Linked DNA regions of Mus musculus: region 2 is linked to region 1. Evidence: chromatin contacts called from public promoter capture Hi-C data. All regions are on one chromosome and are shown on one strand. The core of a region is the stretch at or near the end of the contact, and the rest is flanking DNA. Distances in the headings are between cores, read along the strand shown.

Region 1 (5,604 bases), core at 1,977-4,476:
TTATGACCAAATGGCTCTTGAGAGTTCTAAGAAATAAAATACTAAGTTGAGCAGAGCTGTCAGATCACTTGGGCCTCAGTTCTAGTTAAGCTGATGGCAGGAAAGTACTTTGTGAAAGTTATCAAACTGTAAGACACGTCAAAATTCGAAGACTAAGATTTTTTAACTTCTGATTCCTGCTGACCAAATGGATTCCATCTGCGTATGGATAGTGGTTTATCAAGAACCTGGGTGGGAGCTTTACTGAAAAACCCTCCATTACTCAAGAAAGTCCGACCCCATGTCTAACTGCTATTTTCAGATGACATGAAAAAACTACTTACAACCAGACTTGGTGCTTAAGAATTTTTTTAGAGAAATGTATTAGGAAATCACTTGAGTCTCCTCAGAGGCGGCTTTATATAATTCAGCTGACACTACAACTATTCTGCAAAATCACCAGGTGGGACCAGGCAAGAATATTAGTTGTCTCAAAAAAGTCAGGTAAATGAAAATTACCTTTTTACAGATAACAATGCTTAAAAAAAAAAAAACAAAAACAAAAAAAACCCTACATCTACACCACAGACTGTTAGCTCCAATATTTCAAAATAATTCCAAAATAACTAAACATTAATCTTATTACTCTACAGTATTTTGGTTTACCAAAAAGTGTATCTTAAGATGCTGACATTCAGTTAATATACAACCAAAAACCTTTAAACCATCTTAGTATATCAATACTGTAACAAGTCACTTTCAATTTTTATGTAGTTCCCAGCTTACTCGGGATTTTTAAAGACGCAGTTAACAAAGTGCAGACATGTTATTCCTCCTGCATCTTCCTCATAGCCTTACTTGGTGGATGATGTAGTTATTTTCAGGGTACGTGGTAGAGTAACAGTGACAAAGTGAACAGGCCCACTCCTTCCACTCCATAACCTCCATCAAAAAGCTAAAAGGGAAGCAGAAAGTGACAGGACTAGAAGAAAGATTAAGATCTAGGGAGAAGGAAACCTTAAATGGTTAAAGTGTGCGAACACAGAAGACAGCTTTTTGCACCACTTCATGCCACAGAATAAACTCTGAAGGAGTAACTAAGTGCTTCTTAGTTGAAAACCATTCAAGAAGCCCCAGTGGATTTCTGGATTTGTTCCTTTAAAATCAAAATGCTCTGCCTTTGTTCGGGAGGCAGCATGGCAATCTGATCCGCAGTCAGCTGGAGAACCTGCATGATCAAAGCTGCTTTTTCTTGATCTTGTGGAGTTACCTGGCTTTGCCCAGGGCTAAAACTGCTAGGCTGGCCTCCACCTTGCTTACTGGCTCCTTGCATGCCAGCTCCCTGCATCCCTCCTTGCATGCTAGCTCCCTGCATCCCTGCTTGCATGCCAGCTCCCTGCATCCCTCCTCCTTGCATGCCTGCTCCTTGCATCCCTCCTCCTTGCATACCTGCTCCCTGCATCCCTCCTCCTTGTATACCTGCCCCCTGCATGGTACCTCCAGGATTTCCCACTCCTGCAATATTTGGAACCTGTCTAGGTCCCTGAGGGCCACCTGCCCCCATATTAATAGGGCCAGGACCCTGGATTCCACCAGTCATCGGACCTCTGGAACTAGGGCCAGGGCCCCTCATCTCTAGTCCTCTTGCATCCATGCCTCTGGTTTCCATCGCGCAGGTCTCCATCCTTCTCTCCATTCCTCGTGGCTCCAAGACCTCAGTTTCCATGGGCCGAGTCTCCATCCCTCGAGATTCTCTACCTCCTCTACCATCCATAGGTAGACCTCTCTGATCTATCATGGGACCTCTGGGCTCTCCAATTAGCATTCTGGGATCTGCTGCCAATGGTCCTCCTCTCATATCATGTGAGGCAGGGCCACGGTTGTCATGACCATGATGCATTGGAGGACCCTGATGGGGTGGTCCCATATAGCCCCTGGGCTCTACTTCTCCAGTCACTGAGAGCAAAGTCCCTCCACGTGGGTCATTTGGAGCATCTCCCAGTAGTCCTCGAGGAGGTATGCCACCAGAAGGCATGGGTCCACGAGGCATCGGAGGTCTAGGATCTGATATCTGCATCTGTCCTCGCTCCAGGGGCACTGGACCAACCACTGGCATGCCAACTTGTGGCTGCATTGCTCCTCCTGGAGTTAAGGAACCAGGTCCAGGTCCAGGAACTGCAGCTGGTATTGGCCCCGGAGCTGGAATTCCTCCCTGGATAGAGGTCTGCATCAGAGGTGGAATGTCCTTCACAGGTCTTCTTGGCAGATGCTGAGGCTGAGGGGCAGGAGGATTCTGTTGGTTCAACATGACGTTAGGTCCCGGGCAGAGGCCAGGGGCAGGGCCGGGGCCAGGGCCGCCAGGCCCACTAGGCCCAGGCCCACCAGGGCCAGGCCCAGAGACCGGCTGAGATTTGCCTGGGATCAGTGGTGTGACATGTATCTTACGATGCAAAATTTTCAGTGCAATCTCTGGATCCATGATTCTCATCACCACTTGTGCCTGCAGCAAAGCATACGCCAACTGTGGGTTCTGAAGTAGCATGTTTCGAGCTTCCTGGTGACTGTTCTGGACACACAACTTCATCTGCTTCATGAGCTCAAACATCTGCTCTGGGGGCAAGCTGGCGACTGCTCTAGTAATCGATTCTGGAGCATCTTCTGGGTCGATAGGGTCCCCATAGGGGGAGTCAATGATGGGGGCCGCCGGGCCTAAGCTCTTTAACTCCTCCTTGTTCTTTTCGCTGGCGGCATTGTCCACCCGAAGCGCTCTCCCACTAAACTCTCGCCCATTGAGGTTTCGCATGGCACTGAGCGCAGTCTCCTGGTCTTGGTACTCGCAGAAGCCATAACCCTTGGGCTTCCCAGTCTCTCTATCGTAGACGAGACGGAAACTGACAACTGAACCAACCTCTGAGAAAATGTCCTTTAACTGCTCCTCCGTCGCCTCATACGGAATGTTCCCCACGAACACCGAACGCAGCGATCGATCCATGGCTGGGTCTCTGACCGCCAAACTCGACATGATTGCTGCCGAGAGGACAGCGGAGATTGAATTCGTCTAAGGGTCGTCCTCTGGCGAACCACACTTCCGCTCTGTAACGGAAGCAGATAGCAAGCTCCGGACAGAAACCTTTCTGTTAGGAATCTGTAGTTCCGTTAGGCCGCAGACACTGCTTCCTGAGACCGGACTAATTTATCTAACGCCTTCCGCCCCGGGCCGTGAGCTCGGTTGTCCGCGCCTACTTACTGACAACAGGATTCCGTTCCATGGTCCTATTGGTCGAGTTTTCCCGGCGTCCCGCCCCCGCTTCCTGCGGGCACAGGATGCACTACGACTGACCTCATTAAAAATGGCCGATCGGGCTTCCATGGGGTAACCGGCAGCGTCTGTGTTTCCACACACTCGGGGCTGTTTTCATTGCGTTCCACCGGCGGGAAACCGCAAGCCGGAAGCTGATTTAAGGCTTAATGTGTTTTCACAGCTTTCGTTTAGTGTAGGATAATAGAAATATTTAAAATTATATCCAATATTATGAGGTAAAAATATTGTTATTTATCCCTTAAAATAGCTTAACAACATTAAACATAATTATCGCAAAGATAAAATAGCGCTTCTGTCAGCCGCAGCCCCGCCCCCAAGCTATGGCTTGTTCAAACTGTTACCAAGTCCAGGGTCTTCCCTGGTATCTTCTGTGTGCGCAGGTTGTTGTGTGATCATTTCTCTCTCCCCTTACAAATTTTAATTGACATCAATGCTAAAGTGGAATTAACTAAAAAGTATGACTGCAGAGTCTGGATTAATCGACTAAACTTTTATTGTACACATATAAGTAGTTGTGATTTTATTTATTATTTAGAGACAAGGTCTCTATGTAGTCCTATCCTGGAGCGCAGGCTGACCTCCAGCTCCCAGAATCCTCCGCTGGGCTTAAAGGTGTGCACCACCACCGCCCACTTCTCTTGCCAGTTTTGTACTTTAAATACTGCCATTTTATTTTAAATGACCAAACATAATTTTCACTGTTTTAACTTGGAAAAAAATTCAAAAAATATCATGGTTTATATTTTGTTTTGTTCTTGGTTTTGTTTTTGTTTTTTGAGACAGAGTTTGTCTGTGTAGCCCTGGCTGCCCTAGAACTTAGTCTGTAGATGAGGCTGGCGTTGAACTCAAGAGATCCACCTACCTCTGCCTTCCAAGTGCTGGGCTTAAAGGAGTGGGCCACTACACCCAGATATGTGTTATGTTAATGTAGATGGTATATTTTTACATTCAGTTGTCAATTAATTCAATAAATTAAGTTATCAGGTATACTAAAACAAATTTTGTTATTTTAATACAGGGCCCTTCTACAGCCCAGGTTGGCCTGAAAAATTCACTGTGTATGTAGTTTAAGCTGTCTTCAAATTTGCAATCCTCCTGCTTCTCCCAGTGTATGCTGGGATTAGAGGCAAGCACCACAAGCCTTATCTTTACCTGATGGTCAAAGAAAACACAGTAACCAACAAACAAAGCAACACGTGGGGCCTATGAGATACTTAAAGGTTTTAAAACATTAAATAAAACATTCACCATAAATTAGGCATGGCGGCTCATCTTTAATCCTAGCACTTGGGATACTTCCAGGACATCCCGGAGCTCTTTATGTCTAGTTCCAAGCTGGTGATGGCACACTGAGAGACACTCAACACTTTAACACTTGTGTCTGTTAAATACTATCAGCTTAGTCCCTTGTAGAAATGGTGTTTAAGCCGGGCGGTGGTGGCGCACGCCTTTAATCCCAGCACTCGGGAGGCAGAGGCAGGCGGGTTTCTGAGTTCAAGGCCAGCCTGGTCTACAGAGTGAGTTCCAGGACAGCCAGGGCTACACAGAGAAACCCTGTCTCAAAAAACAAAACAAAACAAAACAAACAAACAAACAAAAAAACCCAAAAGACAAAAAAAAAAAAAAGGAAGGAAGGAAAGAAAGAAGAAAGAAAGAAAGAAAGAAGGAAGAGAAGAAAGAAAGAAAAGAAATGGTGTTTAATATTTACTCTGAATTACTTTGAGCATCTATCAGTCAAATTAAAAACTAACTGCCAGGCTGGTAAGATGGCTCAGTAGGTAAGGAGCACCCGACTGCTCTTCTGAAGGTCCAGAGTTCAAATCCCAGCAACCACATGGTGGCTCACAACCATCCATAATGAGATCTGACTCCATCTTCTGGAGTGTCTGAAGACAGCTACACTTACATATAATAAATAAATAAATCTTAAAAAAAAAAACTAACTGCCTTGACTAAAAATGTACGTGTTTTCAACAAACAAGACTAACCAACAAAACCACCCAAATCTCTGACATATTTGGCAAATGTGGTATTTACAGCAGGGGTGGTCACACAAGTCTGGAAAGCCTAAGACAGGCTCAGGCTCATTTTGAGCTCAAGGATAGCATGGACTATATACTGAGTTGTAGGCAAACCCGGGATATATGTAAAACCTCCCCTCTCCTTTTAGCTATTTTCAGAGATGAAATTCTACACAAAATTGTAAATACTGTAGTCTTTGTGAGTCTGTAAAGTATATTAAAACACTAAATAAAATAAAATTCACCATAAACTGGGTATGGTGGATCACACCTTTAATCTGA
Region 2 (5,604 bases), core at 2,062-4,561, 3.8 Mb before region 1:
AGGTAAAGCAGGAAGATCAAAAATGGAAGCCTACAAAACATACGCAAGTTCAAGACTAGAGTGGGCAACTTAAAAGATCTTAGAGATACAGTTCAGTGGTAAAGAGATTGCCTAACATATACAGGCCATGGATTTTATCAAGATAATTCAGATTTCTTAAAAAAAAAAAAAACAGATAAATATGAGACGCTTTTAATGTCCATAGGTGAGGAGAAGTGAGAGGGAACTCACTTGTGAGACCTCAGTATGTAATTTTAGTCGGAGGTTCAGGAATTCATGGTCATTCTCAGGCACATACAAGTTCCTGAGCAGACCCAGATTAAGTGATAGACAGAGACATAGAGACATAGATATAGCTACAGATCCTTCTCAGAAACAGCAAAGCCCAGGGCGCCAGGGATGCCGAGACTGAAGGGGAGGATGAGGGAGAGCTACAAAGAGAGACCCTGCCTCAGAAATGAAAATAAACTTTCTCCTAACTGGATAAAAGTCACAGAGAGGTAGAGTTTGGGATTAGGTGAGTGTTCCAGTGGCTTCTTTAAACCAGCTGTGTGATATTCTATTTCTAAATTAATTAAAATAAGGTGATTCTAGCCAGACAGTAGTGGTGCACGCCTTTAATCCCAGCACTCGGGAGGCAGAGGCAGGTGGATTTCTGAGTTCGAGGCCAGCCTGGTCTACAAAGTGCCAGGACAGCCAGGGCTACACAGAGAAACCCTGTCTTGAAAAAACAAACAAACAAACAAACAAAAATAATCTACCAGATGCACAATACCAGAAAGAAAAGGCCACCTCTCTCCTAATTTTTCAAAGAAGCGGATTTAACAATCTAAAGTACCTAGCACCGTGATTCCTTGGCGCACAATAATCAAGTGTTTTTCTTACGTTGTACTTACCGCAGGGTTTGAGGCGACTAAGGAAAACTCATGAGAGAGATCAAGCTTAACACCATCAAAATTGATTTCCAAAGGCCTTGCAATTGGGTCAGCACTAAAAACGTAAGACGGTCTAGGCACTCCATCTGGATTCAAGTGAGATTCCATCCTGCGAGAAGAAAAGCAACCTCTGTAAGCAGCCTTAATAAATCAGCACGCAAGCCGCCTACAATGTTAAGTCTACTTGGAACTCCTGGGAACTTGGATGCAGTTGAGCTGACAGACTACCATGCACAACACTCTGGGTTCCATCCCAGGCATACACGGGGTATGATGGCATGGCTCTCTATACTCCCAACACGTAGGGAGGTTGACCTGGAAAATCACCAAGTTCCAGGTCATCTTAGCTACATAGGGTGTCCAAGAACAATCTAAGCCAAAGACCTTGTCTCAAAGGAAAACAAAATAAACAAAAGTAAGCTCGATAGGACAGCATGAGCTCAGACCACCCACCCCGTCTGCAAAAAGTAGGTAAATCTGTGAGTTTGAAGATAGCCCGATCCATATAGTGAGGGCCTGTCTCAAATTAACCAATTAATTAACATAAAAAATAATTTGTGTGATCCAATTTTATTAAGATTTATTTTTTTCATTTTATGTATATGAGTACACTGTTGCTGTCTTCAAACACACCAGAAGAGGGCATGAGATCACATTACAGAAGGTTGCTGGGAATTGAACTCAGGACCTCTGAAAGAGTACTCAGTGCTCTTAACCACTGAGCCATCTCTCCAGCCCATAATCCAATTTTTTAGGTAGATTTACCCAAAGACATGTCATGAACAATGCAATTAGCAAAAGAAAAAAATATGAACTGTTCACTTGGCCTGATACCCTCCTCTCACATGTCAAACAGCAGAGACAGCAGGGATGACTTAAGATCTTCTGCTAGTCTCGTTACTTAGTATCTCCCAGAAAATTGTTGCAAACCAAATTTTAACATTTAGGACTAAAACTCGGTTATTTGCAAAATAAATTCCTATTTATTTTCCGATTATAAGTAAAAAAGTGAAATAATGCATATAAACTTTACATTTAAAATAAGAGAATTGGGTCCTAGCCCAGTAGGATGCAACTCTGGGTACCTGAGGTACCACAGCCAGAATCTCCAATAATAATGATGATGACGACAATGAAAATCACTAACTGACACATCACAAGGTTGAATGTGAATATGGAATAATGCCATCACTGAACTATTAAATCTGAATTGCACATCAAATCCCTATAGGATAAACCTAACCCTCCACCCCCCAAAAAATTAACATTTAAAATTTTCTAAGGGGGCTGGTGAGATGGCTCAGCGGTTGAGAGCACCGACTGCTCCTCCAAAGGTCCTGAGTTCAAATCCCAGCAACCACATGGTGGCTCACAACCATCTGTCACAAAAATCTGATGCCCTCTTCTGGAGTATTTGAAGACAGCTACAGTGTACACACATATAATAAATAAATAAATCTTTAAAAAAATTTTTTTCTAAGAATCTATCACGCCGGGCAGTAGTGGCTCACGCCTTTAATCCTAGCATTTGAGAGGCAGAGGCAGGCGGATTTCAGAGTTCGAGGCCAGCCTGGTCTACAGAGTGAGTTCCTGGACAGCCAGGGCTACACAGAGAAACCCTGTCTCGAAAAATAAAAAGAAAGAAAGAAAGCAAGCATCTACCAGATGCACAATACCAGAGAGAAAAGGTCGCCTCTCTCCTAATTTTTCAAAGAAACAGATTTAACAGTCTAAAGCACCTAGCACCGGGATTCCCTATTTAAGTAGAAAGACAATCATCTAAATTTGTTTACTCTTCACGACAGGCTCAAAATACAGACCAACGGAAGTAGTACTGGACTAAAACTGACTCACTTCAATTTCCTTTATATACACATAAAACCCAAATATGCTTCTTTTCTAGCCACAAAGTAATGTGACATTTTTTTTTAAAAAAAGCCCCCACTGGACTCAACCTAGAAAGAGATCTTGTCACGTGACAAAACAACTGCTCACCTCCCGAATTCAGGCAACCAGACGTGGCAAATCTTTTTGTGTCTAATAAAACTAGTGTCTGTGAATCTAAAGTGTACCTCCTTTACCGGACCAGGAAACCGAGGCCTAGACAGACCGAAGTCTTCCGCCTCAAGGCTTAACTCGCTTAACTCCCTGAAGCTCAGCCCCACCTTCAGCAGCCCCGCACCTAGACTACGGGCATCACGAGCCCCGACAACGCTGACACGGCCGAGGCGTCGCAGCTTCGTGCCCTCTGTGCAAGCAGCCACCCTCGGAGCCCCCAAAATCGTCAGCTCCTCACTTACTGCAATCGCTGGTCCCTGCACGCCTCCCCACCTGCAGAATTCCACTTCCTCCCGGTTTTCAAATTCAAACAATGGCGGCTCGGCGCCGCGCTGAACCCTGGGAGTGGGCGGGGCTTCCGGCGAGCCCTGGGGGCTGGACCCGCTCGCGGCCGAGTTTCGCCCCCGCCTCCGGAAAAGGCTTTCAAGTCTGGGGGGCGGGACTCGGTGCTCCGGGCGACCGATGGGGCAGTAGCAACGCTCGTGGGCTACCTAGCTGGGAGTTTCTCGGGGCCATATTAGGTTTGACCCTAACGATACCTGTTCGGTACTCAGGTCTCAGGTTCCGTCCTAGACCCGCATGATGACGAGCCTTGCTGAGGCCGCTGTCTCCGCACTGCCTCCCGCGATGCCCCCAGGAGCGGAGGAATGGCAAACTATTCCTCCTATTACACCTCAGAGTCCTGTCATTCCCCGGGGCAGAAAGGACTTGCGACCTGGGACCAAGTTAACTCCCCTCTTTAAGTGATTCTTCTTGTCGATGACGGCCCTCTTGGATGAAACACGTTTTCCTCAAAATACATTTTAGGAGCATATCCTTCATCTTTTTATACCCCCTTTTTGATGTTTCTGAAAGCATAAATCAGCTACCGCTGAGAGGCACTGTGCAGTGCCCCAAAATGTAAGTGCCCATGTGTCCTTCTCCGCTTCCCTAAAGTAACCCTCTGAGTGCAGGGCTAATTTACTAATACATTCATATGACGAGAATTTACTATTGAGGCTAGACTTTCACTTTGAATAAAAATAATGCTAACGTAAATTGAGCATTTACCTTATGCTTCCGCTGGCACTACCTTTATAAAATGGATTGTCTGACTGGTGCTAAGAACCCTTTAAAGTAGGTATTGCTACCGTCCCATTTAATACATTCTAAATAAGTAATGGGCACAAACGTAAATGGAGGGTTGGAGAGATGGCTTAGTGGTTAAGAACACTGACCTCTTCCAGAGGTCCTGAGTTCAATTCCCAGCAAACCACATGGTGGTTAACAACCATCTGTAAAGTGATCCAACGCCCTCTTCTGGTGTGTCTGAGGACAGCAACAGTGTACTCATATAAATCTTTTAAAAAACAAAAAAGCCGGATAGTGGCACATGCCTTTAATCCCAGCACTTGGGAGGCAGTGGCAGGCGGATTTCTGAGTTCGAGGCCAGCCTGGTCTACAGAGTGAGTTCCAGGACAGTCAGGACTACACAGAGAAACCCTGTCTCGGGGGGGGGGGGGGAAGAAAAGTAAATGGAACCGGGATTTAAAATCAGTTGAAGAAGTTTTGTTACCTTAGCTTTTCTGTGATCATATTTTCAGCTATTGCACTTAATTAGAAGGATTTTTGGAACACTAGCTTGACAACCTTAGTGTTTTTCGATCTTGATACAGAATTTATATCTCCTACCACTACCCTGCCTCTGACTTCTTTCATACACACACACACTTCTCCCCCAAACAAAATAATCAAATTTGAGAAGAACTAGTTTGGATAAGATAGTAGATAAGATAAGTAGATTTGAATAGATAAGTAGATACAAGGCCAGAAGGAAAAATGAAGAAAGAAATGTAAATATGAAAGAAAAGAATAAAATAGAGACCTTCCCAGGCTGGAATTTATGTTTTGTTTTTAAACAAAATTTCTATGTAGGCCAGGCTGCCTTGGCCTCTTTCCAATGCTGAAACTATAGGAGTGTACTAGCATACTTCCCTAGCTGGACGTCAGATTCTAATGGGCTTTGTCAATTTTCATTGCTCCTTCAGATAAGTCTAACCCCCTGGATCCGATTTTTCTACCACACCTCACAGTGTCATGTTGCTTTTGCTAGTTACCAACAATTCTTAGCCCTCCGTGGGGCACTTGTATGTGTTGGTTTTGCAAACATTCGTTGGAAATTTGCAGTGCACTGTTTTTGAGGGTGGTAGAGACAGTAGGTGAGAAGAGTGAGCACAAAGACTCTTAAGGACAAATTCTAATAGGGCAACAGCCATGTCAGAAAACATTTACAGAATTACAACTACATCAGGTGCTTTAAAAGAAACTGTCTTAGAATGTGATGGGGAAACCAGAGCAAATGTTTGATCTGTATCATCAAGGATTGTTAGGAATTAACTAGTTAAGTAATATGAACATCCCAAGCCTAGGACACATGATACCAGGCACGAGGGGCGGGGAGAAAACAAAATCCAACAGATCTCCTGTTATTTGGTTCTAACTCCCAGTGGCATTTCCAGGTTAACTATAAATGTTTTACACTTGAAACATTCTTCCCGGGCTACAGGGTTAAGCATGCCCAGTATAGTTTAGTATAGCATGCCCTTTATAGTTCGCATTTCATTGGCCAGTC

What was found. Promoter capture Hi-C pulls out the DNA fragments that hold promoters and counts their contacts.
Region 2: a contact with region 1 is called in a promoter capture Hi-C map of pre-B cells. A contact is called at or near these places in 2 of 39 promoter capture datasets (liver and pre-B cells) and 2 of 484 Hi-C or Micro-C datasets (CD4 T cells and rod photoreceptor).

What each region holds. Positions count from the first base shown.
Region 1 is chr19:31,080,463-31,086,066 of GRCm38.p6, reverse strand. Cstf2t (cleavage stimulation factor, 3' pre-RNA subunit 2, tau) reads right to left here and starts at 3,226. Exons shown (of 1, transcript NM_031249.2): 1 at 1-3,226. The coding sequence starts at 3,001. The coding sequence ends at 1,103. All of the region lies in intron 3 of Prkg1 (protein kinase, cGMP-dependent, type I), which reads left to right.
Region 2 is chr19:34,920,065-34,925,668 of GRCm38.p6, reverse strand. Kif20b (kinesin family member 20B) reads right to left here and starts at 3,311. Exons shown (of 32, transcript NM_001362434.1): 1 at 3,236-3,311; 2 at 897-1,044. The coding sequence starts at 1,043.